Linked DNA regions of Mus musculus: region 1 is linked to region 2. Evidence: chromatin contacts called from public Hi-C data. All regions are on one chromosome and are shown on one strand. Each heading gives the region's core, a stretch centred on a gene start, on an enhancer-like site or on the middle of the called end of the contact. The rest is flanking DNA. Distances are from core to core; before and after follow the strand shown. Region 1 overlaps Dpf3 (D4, zinc and double PHD fingers, family 3). Region 2 has its middle 15 kb from the start of Gm51988.

What was found. A called contact is a pair of places that touch in the nucleus more often than the background predicts.
Region 1: a Hi-C map of cerebral cortex shows a contact between it and region 2, with 4 times the contacts expected there. The contact joins two enhancer-like sites. A contact is called at or near these places in 4 of 484 Hi-C or Micro-C datasets (brain, cerebral cortex, cortical neurons and 1 more) and 1 of 115 datasets of contacts at active chromatin or transcription factors (embryonic stem cells).

The regions. Positions count from the first base shown.
Region 1 is chr12:83,410,552-83,413,251 of GRCm38.p6, forward strand. The region is part of intron 1 of Dpf3 (D4, zinc and double PHD fingers, family 3); the gene reads right to left. Among named protein-coding and RNA genes, the nearest start is that of Dpf3, 76 kb to the right of the region's middle. Within about 2 kb of position 1,375, at least 58 of the 459 cell types and tissues checked have an H3K27ac peak or open chromatin away from gene starts, as enhancers often do. A contact at or near this core is called in brain, cerebral cortex and cortical neurons, where this site is marked.
Region 2 is chr12:83,168,653-83,171,352 of GRCm38.p6, forward strand. No RefSeq gene overlaps it. Among named protein-coding and RNA genes, the nearest start is that of Gm51988, 15 kb to the left of the region's middle. Within about 2 kb of position 1,424, at least 38 of the 459 cell types and tissues checked have an H3K27ac peak or open chromatin away from gene starts, as enhancers often do. A contact at or near this core is called in brain, cerebral cortex and cortical neurons, where this site is marked.

The DNA of each region.
Region 1 (2,700 bases), core at 125-2,624, 240 kb after region 2:
GGTGGGGGGCGCTGATTCAAGTTCTCCTCGAGACAGGGTGAATTCAAGGCCAGCCTGAGATAGTCAAAAACCATGTCTTAAAAATAAATAAATAGCCAGGCAGTGGTGGCACACACCTTTAATCCCACCACTTGGGAGGCAGAGGCAGGCAGATTTCTGAGTACGAGGCCAGCCTGGTCTACAGAGTGAGTTCCAGGACAGCTAGGACTACACAGAGAAACCCTGTCTCAAAAAACCAAAAACATAAGTAAGAAAGAAAAAAAGAAAGAGAGAGAGAGAGAGAGAGAGAGAGAGAGAGAGAGAGAGAGAGAGAGAGAGCAAGCAAGCAGGAAAGGAGCGGGGAGGGAGGAAATAAGTGAAAAGTATAAACTGATACTACATTTGATTCTAAAAGACAATTTTATGTTTTATAAGCCATTTGGGAAATAAAATAAAACTATTTCTGGGACATAAAATCTCCAAAAATTCAGGAACAATTGGTGTCTTCCTTTAAAACTAAAATAGTGTTTGGACACAGAGCTTCACATAGGGACACCACTACCCTGTGAAGGTTCAAACAGAGGAGGGCATACAGGGAGGCAGCAGAAGCTGGGAGAGGCCACAGAGCAGACTCATCGTCGTCTTCAGCGGCCACAGGAGGGGCCCACACAGCTCATACCTTGACCCTGGATTTCCAGCCTCCCTGGTGTCACAGACTACACTCCTGGTGCTCACACTATTCAGTCTATGCTACCTGTTCCAGCAGCCCTTGCTCACTAATACCTCCAGAGCCTTGCCGTTCTTCACCACACCATGACTCAAGGGAGCATGCTGGCAATTTCTAGAAAGTCCTCAGATTTTCCTTTCTATTCACTAAACTAGACGTTGTGGAGGAACTCACAGTAAACAAGACATAACATGTTCTCTGCAGGGGAACGTGTGCCTCACCTGACACTTTCAAAAAAAAAAAAAAAACGCCTCTGCATTTATTTGTCTCTTGCATATGACAAGCCTTACGTGGAGGTAGGGAAAGCCAGCCACATTTGTCTAGCTTTCATATGAGAAGACTGGGTTCTAGAGAGTTGGAGACAGCTTCGGAGCCTGCAGCATGAAATGGCAGAGAAGGAGCAGAGGCCCCAGAGAGCAAGGCTGTTCCCTGAGACTGCTTCTCTCAGCCCGCCTGGCTGCCTCCCTGGCAGGACCAGGAGCCTCTCATCTCCCCTGCAAGAGAAGCCACTGAGCTGAGGCAACTGGGGGACGGGGAGGAGGGAGTTGTTAGGATCCAAAACCTTCTCCAAGTGTGCTCCAGAAGGCCAAAGGGAGGTCCGCGCCAGACAGGCCTGCCAACGACAGATGCAGTCACAGCAGAATGGGAGGCAGGTGCGGTCGCAGGCTCTTCAGGATTCCATGCTCGCTGTGGCTCCCCACACTCCCACCCCCACCCTTCTACCACACAGGTTCCTAGTAACGGTGGTGCCGCCCTGTGTTGTCAAAATAGTGAGATGCCAGGAGGAATTCAAAATGAAATCTATGTGCTTCTGCAGCCTCCTAAGTGTCTGTCACTGTGGTTGTAGCTAAACCCGCTAATGTGCTAAGCATTTTCTGGCAGTGCTGGGAGGTAGGGCTGGTATTTTGGGAGCTGGGAGGAGCTTGGAGGAGACACCCCTTGTAACCCTGGGAAGGAGGAACAGGCATGGAAGGCAAACCCCGAGCACATCCCCTGAAGTCACTGGGCCACCAAGCCGTATTTTGAGGTTCCCGAGTCACCAGGTATATGGGCAGAGAGAGACCAAACTCAGGCCAGCAAGCAGGGACGCGGCACAGAGTCCTCTCAGGCTAGGGCTGCAAGGGACAGTGTGCTCTAGAATGTGGCTGGCAGGGGACACTTTTTCTGCTGACGCAAAGCAGCATGCACTGCTGGCCAGGAGACAAGGCAGCCAGGCTTGGCCCTGGCTCATCTTTTCTAAGTTAGGGGCAGGGGCAGGGCCACGATGACCAAACAAAGCAAAAGATGACAGATACTCAGAGGCAGGCAGGCAAGAGCCCTGACCCTTCAGAGGGCCTAAGGATATGAGTCCTGGAGAGGAGAGGTGACAATAGCAACTCCCACCATCCAGGATACTGGGTTCTCCAGACACACTGCACTATCCATTTTCTGGAAGCCTTTTGAGAATGGCTCAAACATGACACAGAGAGGGGAGCAGTCCCCTCACCCCTGAATCTGAACCCATACAAGATCCTGGTATGTCTTCATCCTGAGTGAACTCACACCTCTTAGGGGAAACCAAAGGAATTTTCGAGTGAGGAAGCAGAGACCAGGACCAAGTGGTAGCCCTGCTAAAGAGAGAATTCCTTCCCTGGGCCACTGTGTGCCCGGAAGTGTAGTGAGTGACAGGGGAGGCTGCACAGGTAAGGAAGAAGAAGGGTCAACCTGAGAACAGATAAGCCAATAAAACCTTGACTGGATTCAATCTGAAGGAGAAAAGGGGGAAAAAAATCCCGGCTGATAGTGGCTGCTGAGAGCTGCAACTTTTAAAGCCCCTCTGGCAAAAGGCTCTTCAGAGTCTTTTGCAAACCCCAACCACACAGCCAGCCAGCCACCTCCGGGCCAGCAGCACGAGTGCTTCTGCTGAGTCGGAGCAAACCCACAAACATCCAGCCAGACCTAACCCTCCTCCTCTGCCTGCAATCCACCCCAGCCTCTGTGCCTAAAGAAAGGGT
Region 2 (2,700 bases), core at 174-2,673:
GACAGACACACAGAGAGAGAGAAAGAATGGAAAGAAATCCAACCCGACTATTCTAAGTCATCAGGAGCAGGGCTGGTCAGTAAGGAGAGTGGAGTAAGGTATCCACAGAAGGCTTTGAAACCCTGCACAGTGCCAAAAGCAGGGTTGGAAAGTACCAGGTCATCCCAGGGTGAGTGATCCATTTCTGCTGACTTGACCCACTCTGGAAATTAAAGCCCTTACACACTCTTAGTAGGAACTAATGTAATTAAATGGATTCGTGAGATCTTCAGATAAAGGTGTTTTCAACACTCTCTGGTATCCAGTCTGAGCCGTGTTGTTTCCCAAAGCTGTAAGCCCCAGGACACTTGGGCTGTGTGGGGGGACATCCAGATGGGAGCCAGAAGACTTCTTCCTAGCCTTGGGCCAGCACTGTTAGCCGTGCATCCTTAGGCAGCTGAGGAGGTAGCAGCTTCCCTGGGTGATGTTCAACCCCAGCAAAGCAGGAGGCCTGAGAGGACTCAAGAAACCTGCCTCTTTGATAAACATTCTTGGGTAAATTTGATGCCTAGGAAGGTAGGAGTCAACGCTGCCTAAGTTCTTTGTGCTTGGGAACGATATGACTCTGAGAAGGTGAGAAGCCCAGAGCTGTCTCTTCTCCACCACTTCCCCAACCTGCCTGGAATAAAGAAAACCTTAGTCTGTGAGCTGACTGACTGACTGTCTCCAGAATCTTCTAGCGGGAACCAGCTCCGAGGCCTCTCCCCACCCGAGCTGGCTCTCTGTGTCTACTGCCTTCACAAAAGCAAGAACTCAGAAGCTGATCCTGTGTTCCCCTCCTGAGAGGAAGTCCCTCATTTAAGGGTTAAAGCAGCTGCATGCACATATGCACACACACACACACACACACACACACACACACACACACACACACAGGACTATGAGCTATGTGCTTATCTGTTAAGTTAAATGCTTCTATTCATGCAAGACTTTGCCAAGGTGAACTCGCTGAGCCCTCAGATAAATGCATCAAGTCAGAAACAAAAGGAAACACTGGGATCAACCCAAGAGATAAATTACAAATCGGATTAGTGGATCTTCCCCTCGCTCTGCCGTGGAAGCACACTATTAGCTATCTAGACGTGCCCAGTGGCTTGCAACACCCACACATGAACACACACAACATCCATAATGCCTCCCTTCGGTCAGGCACAAAGCAGAGGTGACCTTGACACGTCTCCCTCCCAAGCCGTCAGCCCGGAGACCACTGGCTGCCCTCCTAATTCTCAGCTTTGGGCAGAAAAACATGAACTTTCCCTCTGGCTCTCTCCCCCCTCCCCCCCCATCATGCCAGCTGGTGAGCCCACAGAACTGCTGCTGCCAGTTCACACAGCGTTCTGTGATATTCTCTGGTCCCTGGTGCCTCCTCCTACCGCTCCTATACACCCCCCCTCCCCATCACAGCCTGCCTCCTGTGCGGCAGACTAGGAGTGACCATCTAGCTTCTGGCACCACAAAGGAGAAAGGACAAACTAATGAGAGAGCTCTGAGGGAATCTTTCCCCTGGAAAACCTTAGGGAGAGATGAGGTCGGGCTTTGCAGCTTCCCTGACAGTGACCCAGGGGAATGCCTGACGGAAGGCATGTCCTAGGAAGTTTAAAAATATAATATCTGGGCTAGGGAGATAGCTTAGTCAGTAGAGCACATGCCTTGCAAGCCTGGAGACCTGAGTTTGATTCCTAGAGCCTTTGTGTGTGGGGGGGAGAGGGGGTGCGGGGGGGGGGGGGAGGGAGCCAGGCATAGTAATCCCAGACTTGTAATCCCAGCACTGGAAAGGCAGAAATGGGTGGATTGTTGGAGCTCTCTGGTCAACTAGAGAGCCTATTTGGCAAACTTCAGGCCAATGAGACACCCTACACCAAAAACAAGGCAGATGGTGTCTGAGAAATGAGACCCAAGGCTACCTTCTGAGCACACACATACATATGCTTCCCATACACACACACACACACACACACACACACAAAGGTTGCAATATTTATCAAGATTGGTCATAGGGCAGGTGTTGTGCTGGCAGAGTTGAGTAAAAAAATGGTTCTTGTCCACAAAGGCCACGCCTTCTAGTGGAAGGCATCAATATGTAGCCAACCTGTCATGACATGAGCCAGAGACATAAATAAAATGCACACTGGGCAGAAGATATGAAGAACAGGTTAAAAAAACAAAACAAACAAAAACACCTGGCTATTAGGCATCAATCAGAAGAGGACCTCGTGATGGAAGCCCTGTGTGCAGGACTGGAGTGGACTTAGAGTTGAAAGGTCAGAGCCAGGGACCAATGAGAGATTCAGAAGAGGGCTTAGCAGTGAGGGCACAGAGAGGCACAAGCCTGCAGGAGGCCGCGGGAGAATGGGAAGCCCTACAGCAACTCTATGGTCCTGGCTTGGAGGGGAAACGTGGGAGCTGAAGATTTCAAAGGAATCAGACTGGGGGAGGTGCTGTGGAGAGGCAGTATTCTAAGCCTGTCCTAAGCCGTTAGGGTGAGACTGGAGGACCAGGGGCAGCAGATTGGTAGGTGTGCAGGAACAGCAGAGGGGGGAATGAGGGAGGGACGGAGGGCGGGCCCGGAAAGCACATTTCAGAGTCTACTTGTTCAGGAATCAGCAATTTTGAGGAGTCCAGGTGTGACTATGGGGGTGTCTACACGGCAGTGGAACAGGC